Linked DNA regions of Sus scrofa: region 2 is linked to region 1. A link is a contact called in public Hi-C data. All regions are on one chromosome and are shown on one strand. The core of a region is the stretch at or near the end of the contact, and the rest is flanking DNA. Distances in the headings are between cores, read along the strand shown. Region 1 overlaps WWOX (WW domain-containing oxidoreductase). Region 2 overlaps WWOX (WW domain-containing oxidoreductase).

Evidence for each region. Hi-C and Micro-C count contacts between places; a contact is called where the count stands out from the background.
Region 2: a Hi-C map of omental adipose tissue shows a contact between it and region 1, with 1.8 times the contacts expected there. The contact joins two enhancer-like sites. A contact is called at or near these places in 6 of 47 Hi-C or Micro-C datasets (brain, epiblast stem cells, liver and 2 more) and 1 of 2 datasets of contacts at active chromatin or transcription factors (skeletal muscle).

What each region holds. Positions count from the first base shown.
Region 1 is chr6:9,326,437-9,329,724 of Sscrofa11.1, reverse strand. All of the region lies in intron 8 of WWOX (WW domain-containing oxidoreductase), which reads left to right. Among named protein-coding and RNA genes, the nearest start is that of WWOX, 540 kb to the left of the region's middle. Within about 2 kb of position 1,829, at least 27 of the 83 cell types and tissues checked have an H3K27ac peak or open chromatin away from gene starts, as enhancers often do. A contact at or near this core is called in omental adipose tissue, where this site is marked.
Region 2 is chr6:9,523,267-9,526,506 of Sscrofa11.1, reverse strand. The region is part of intron 8 of WWOX (WW domain-containing oxidoreductase); the gene reads left to right. Among named protein-coding and RNA genes, the nearest start is that of WWOX, 350 kb to the left of the region's middle. Within about 2 kb of position 1,281, at least 4 of the 83 cell types and tissues checked have an H3K27ac peak or open chromatin away from gene starts, as enhancers often do. A contact at or near this core is called in omental adipose tissue, where this site is marked.

The DNA of each region.
Region 1 (3,288 bases), core at 580-3,079:
AACAGTTTTCTCTTCTGAGAACTCACTTTCTTTGAAAGAAACCCCACCGCCACCCACCTCAAGTTGAAAGAGGAATTCAGGAAGGGCTGGGTCCTAGGGCGTGTTTCAAATGCCAGCCCGGCTCAGACCGTCTGTTGTGCCTGCGTGTTTCTCTGTGAAATTACCCATCAAGGGGGCCCAGGAAAGTTGAGTCACGCAGCTTCATCTGGTACTGAGCAAAGGCTCACATGATGTGTGAAGCCAGGACCTGTAACGGTGGTTGGCAGAGCTGTGAGCTGGGACCTTTGCAGCCCAGCTGGCTGCAGAGGGAGGGAAAACCACCCCAGGACTTCAGTTTCCCGGGCTCACTGGTGACTAGAAGGCCACGGTTGCGGATGGGGATTCCGAGATCGAGGTGCAGAGGGGGCTTCCTAAGCCTGTGTTCAGGGGTGTGGGGGTACCACTTAATGCCTCTGTGCTGGGATGGAGGGACTTGGTGGGATTGATTTGGCAAACAAGTTAATGTGTTGTTATGGCTGCCAGTTGACTGATTGAATTGCTAGTAATTGGGGCAGGGGAAGCATTTAATTTGATGCACTGAATGCAGGACCACCAGAGTTGGTATCGTGGCTGCAGCAGTTTTTAAGTGTGTGCACGAGTGTGTGTTTGTGTGTGTGTGTGCGTGTGCATGCATGTTTAGTCCTTTAGCCTCCTCTGTTACTCGGGGGTCTTCATTCCCATCCTCTACCAGCTCACCAGCCCCCACCTCAGCCCCCAGAGCAAACAGGACAAAGGTTTATTTGTCACTGGAGAATGATGCAAATCCAGGCTCTTCTCTTTCGCAGACCAGGGCTCTCCTAAGTGTCACGCACCCATGGTGGTCCCCTCGGGCAGGGGTCCACCAACTGCAGTCCACCACCGAGGAGTCTGGTTTTTATCAATAAAGTTTTATTGAAACACAGCCACACTCTTTGTGTAGGAATGCTGCGGGCTGCATTCACATTACAACAGTTGAGTCGTGGTCCCACAAAGCCTAGACTATTTCCTGTGGCCTTTTTAAAATAGAATTGCCGACCCCTTAGGGTTGCCAGATTTTGCACATAAAAATACAGGATGCTTATTTAGCTTTGAATTTCAGAGAAACAATCATTTTGTTTTATTTTATTTTATTTTAGCCAAACTGTGTCACACACTTAGCTGGGCATCCTGTGTTTTTTAATCTGGCTACCCTTGACCCTGCACCAGGGTACAGGAAGCAAGCATTGCAGCTTCTGTCTGTCTTTGAGCTCATCCCATTTCAATTCCATTTCTTGCAGTGTTTCCTAATATCACCTCTAGGGGTATGTACCTCATTTGTAGATAAAGACGGCTACAGCTGTTGGGAGGGGATGCTCCAGTTTTCACTGCACTGCTCGTGGCGCATGATCAAAGCAGTGTGGAGACGGAGAGAGCAGGAAACCCTCCCGCCCACGGAACCAGCCTGGGCTTCCGGTGGGACCGACAGCTGGAGAATGCGGCAGAAGGAAAGAATGCAAATTCCAGCTCAGGGTGGTCTGAGTTGCTTGAGCACCCTGGGTTCTGTGTCCTCACGAGATTTGGAGAAAACAGGTAGTTCCTAGGCTGGGTTATGATGAAACCCCATCGGGTGTTTGTATCGTCGGTGACCAGAGCCTGAGGGGTGTCCTCCATGTCCTGCGAGTGTTCTCTTTGCTGCAACGCACGTGAAATGAAATCTCCAGGGAGCAGAACGCACAGAGGGTCCCCAGGGCACGGCGTCGGCTTCTGTCCAGTCAGGCCTTCCCTCTCGAGCAGCCTTGTGGCCACACCAGTGACTCATGCGGGGGCTTAGCTGTTTGTGTCCGGAGAGCTCAGAGCACTCTGCCCTGTGGTTTCAGTTCCCATGGGCCTCGGCGACACAGTTTTGTTTCCACTTTGGTTTATCCTGTGAGTTTCCAGCCTCTTTTGTATCTTGCGAAAGTTTGCAGGGAATCGTTTGAAACAGTCCCCCGAGCAGCCGCTGCCATGGCCGTCGGGGTTCATGGTGAGAGCCCGGCAGGGGCGTCCGGTCAGGCCACGGTCACTTCCTGGGCTTCCAGAGGGAGGCGGGAGAGGGCCCTGGCTTCTGGGAGGACAGAGGGGTCAACACGCTGCAAAGCATGACACCCCCCTCCCCACCCAGCACACTCAGCCCACAGCAGTACAGGGACAGCCCGGGAACGGGTCCAGCCACCCCCTCAACTCCGAAAACGCCCACCGCTCTCCTCCGAGGGGGAGATGCTGCCCCGCAGTCTGAACAGCTTCCTGGCTACGCAGCCTGGCAGGTCAGCCCCGATTCCTGTCCGCTGCCAGGACGTGGAGAAGGCTGGCAGAGGGGAGCCACCCACTGCGTGTGAGGTGACAGACATGGGTTGAGAGGGGAATGATGGCCCTCTTGGTCCCTCTGAGGCCAGCAGTCCCATTCTCTCCTAGAGAAGAAGTGCTTTCCACCATTCATCTCTCCTTTCAGTAGCAGGTTCTTCCCGCCATCATGCCCAGCACTACACACAGGGGTTACGAGGTGACTGAGACTCAGCCACCCTCAAGAAGCATCGTTTAGAGAAGAAATTAGGATAGTAGTAGATTTTTTAAGGCAGTGTGATGGGACTTGGGGTGCAAGAAAGCAGTGTGCCCTATCAGAACACTGTGCAGGGGTATTCGGCACAGCTGAGAAGGTGCTACTTCAGCTGGGTTTGGAGGGCTGAGTAGGAGTTTGTTAGAGGAGGAAGGAAACAGAACTTATAAAGCTCCTAGGCTCAAAATGGCAGGGTGTGTCTGAGAAGCTGCACATGCTTTGGGGTTTTTATTTACTTGCTTGAGTAGCTGCAGGTGCCCTGTGTGCAGAGGTGACAAGAAGGACCAGGTTGGGGTACACTGCATTTCCCATAGCTGAATGCAAAGTGGAAAACAGGAATTCCTAAAGAGATAAAAAGTAAAATGGGCTTCTTGACCCAAAAACCTATGTGGTGCCTTGACTAAAGTCATCCATTGAGCAGAGAACAAAACTCACATTTTTCCCAAAGCTTTAACAGCCCCCGCCTTCCACCTCATGCTCACAGCCTGCCCTGATCCGATCCACCCCAGCCCCAGCCTCCCTGGCGCCTTGCCTGCCCCTGCCCCCCTGGCACATAACCGTTTGTTCCAAGGGGGCCAACAATGCTTGCCATTTGGAATTTCTTGAGGAAGAAACTAAGGGCCTGAGAGGACAAAGAACTTACCTTAGGAGATGGAGCCAGGTCAGGGTGGAGTCTGGACTTGAACCTGCGTCTCTTT
Region 2 (3,240 bases), core at 32-2,531, 200 kb before region 1:
AGTGTTTTTTGGTGTATTTACAGAGTTGTGCGTGTATCACTGCCATCAGTTTTAGAATATGTTTATTAGCCCCAGCAGGTCCACACTCCTTGGCCCTCACCTCAGTTACCCCTTCTCCCAGCCCTGGGCAACCACTGGCCTGCTTTCTCTATTAGTGGATTTGCTGGTTCTGGACATTCCCTATAAACCGATGGTGCAACATGTGGTCTTTTGTATCCGGCTTCTTTCACTTAGCAGAATGTTATCAAGGCTCATCCCGGTTGTAACATATATCAGTGCTTTGCGGTTTTCTCTTTTTCTCTTTTCTTTTCTTTTTTGGCTCTGCCCGTGGAAGAGCCCAGGCCAGGGATTGAACTTGTGCTGTAGCATCGACCCAAGCCTCTGCCGTGACAACACCAGATCCTCAACCCGCTGTACCATAGAAGAATTCCCGTACTTTGTTTCTTTTTATGACTTCATAATATTCCTTCGTGTGGGTGTACCACATTCAGTGCATCCATTCATCACCTGACGAGCATCTGAACTGTTTGCAGTTTCTGGCTGTTAGGAATCATGCTGCTCTGAGAATCTGTGTACATGTCTTAGAGTGGATTATCTTTCCATTGCACTGTTTTTTTACAGCATGTCCTAAGCAGTATCGCCTCAGCCATTAGGGAAGTGTCTTAAAATGTTTGGCATCAGAGATAAGTCATTATTCCAAAGTGGACAGCTCTGGGTCAGGGGCCAGGAGACCTGGGGGACCCTGTGCGCCTGCTGGTTGTCCTCGGACTGTGAGTGGCTCAGCTCTTGAGAAGAAGGAAAGCACTCACAGCTCCTCTCCTAGGCCTCCTGCTTCTAGAGATCACGCACTTTGCGAGAGAGGTGGTGCCATGTCCCTGGATCCCTACAAGACATCAGTATTGTTTGTGTGATGAATGAGTCCACGCCGTGGCTATTGAATGTATTTGCACCTTCTAACAGTGTCGTCTTGCCTGTGTCGCTGACTGGTTTTGAGATTTATGAGGCCTCACTCAGAAGCAATGTGTGTCTGGATTAAGGGAACCTGAGAATCACTATTTATGTCTGACCCGAGGAAGTTCCCTTTAAGCTGCTTATCAGAGGTGCATGCTGAGAGCATGATGGGAAGATGGAGTCTTCCATCCGCTGGCAAAATCTGGAATCTGCTCTCACTCCATTTTAACTGGAGTGACAATAAGCTAACAGACCCATAGGTCTACCCGGAAGTATCTGCTGACAGCTTCACTTTTGTAAATTGAGTTGAAAAACTACCTGTGCTCTAATTCTGATTTTTCCCGATACTCCAAGTCTTCAGTGTGGATTAAAACATCATCCCTTTTTGTAAAAATCGAAACAAAGCAACTTTGATCTAGGTGATTTAGGAGAAACTAAATATGCCTCTAATTTCACTACCAGTATAGTGAATATTTATTTTCCACTTAAAGGGCTATCAGTGCTCCACGATTTTTGCATTTGCAATTTGAAAGCTACCAGAAAATTTCCACATTATTAAAAAATTAAGTTTCTCTCGAAAATATTCCCTGTGCAGACGCTAACACATGTGTATGCACTATTTCACCACCAGGGGGCATTGTGGTTTGACTGTCCATTTAAACAGCCCACATTCTATCAGTTTACCCAGGAAATAGAAGGCCTGGGCATATTTCTGATTCCTTCCAAGAAGGAGCCATATCTGGGAGAGAACAGATGTCGATTCTTTTTCCTTACTAGCAAACGGTAGTGTTGTCAAATTTGCTAAACTTAGCCAGTCGAAGATTAACATGCAGTATATAATATGCATGTGCCTAACTGTACAATAAGTAGTAAATCACATTTTTATGCTTTCTCTGAACTTGGAAGCTGCAAGTTATTTTTTTTTTATTCCCTGGGTGTGATGAAATAAATAACATTCAAATACATTTTAAAGATGTCAGTCAGCGGGGGGAAAAAAAGTGCTTGGCAACTGTGTTTGATAGATTTCTTTTATGATTAATTCTCCTATTAAGTTTTAATGACTTTAAAGATATAAAGCTAGAAACCACAAAACTAGGCATGGTTAATAAATAACTGAAATTCCAGGTGTATAGAAATGCATGTGTGGAAAAATGAAATCGTATATTCTCTAGGATGTATGAGGAAACGGCTCTCTGGAGAGTCTAGAGAGTCAAATATCCCCAAAAGGGAGGGGACAAGTTTAAAAACAGGGAACTCAAGGAGATTGTCTTCCTTTAGGAAAATCCTAGGAAAAACGTACTCTCTAAGATTAACCAATGTAAAGTAAATTATCTTACGAGCCAGTAATTTTCAGCAAGATGGTGGTTCTCTTGGATGGAATGCATTTCTCCATTTTGGCTTTTTAAAGTGTCTCTGTCCACAATTTCAAGTATTTCTCCCAGTTCCTCTTCACACTTTTCTCCCCAGGCTCATCTGGCCTGGAAGATGTGTGCTGATTCATTGTTTTGTAAATGTTCAAAAGCCTGCCTGGTCCCAGGAGTGGGGATCGGAGTGGCAGTATTTCAGCAATGCTCTCTCTCTCTCTCTTCTTCCTCCTGCACCCAGAATGTATGAACCAGGACTCAGCTCCTGCACAGAACATCTCTGGGAGTCGGGGAGAATTGAAGAATCAATTCTAGTTTCCACGTGGCAGGAGTGAGGCTTGCCTGGGGCTGGCGGGGTCCCCCACTCCCTGAAACACCCCCTCCACGTCCGAGCCTGTGTGTTCACGCTGGGGGCCTCTGCAGCAAGCACAGCTGGATTTTTTACTTTCTAGACCATCTCAATTCGAGGTCTTAAACTGAACAGTTTAGAAACCAAACAGACATGAATCAACATGAAGAATAACTGGGAAGAGTTACGGGGCCCCCAGAAGAATGTATAAATGTGTGTGTTTTTGTATCTGGTTATGTGTATGTTTTCATGCCTCAAAAGAGACACATGGTATATTTCAATCCATTCCCGCCACGAAGGACTTTTATTCTTGAGTGTTTCCGAGTCCCCAAAGCACAATAGATGCCATTTGGAACCTTCACACGAGGCAGCCCCCACACTTCAGAACTTCAAGTCGAAAGATCTTTTAAGTCCACAAAACTTATTTTTCAAAGATCTTGGCCCATTCCAAATGAATACTGATTCCCAGCCTCTCAAATGCCTGGAGTGAGAAAACAGGGAATATTGTTCTTTTCTGTTTATATTATTTCATACTGAGTTAATACACTTGCCAAGAGTCCAGGCAGCTTCTGGCCT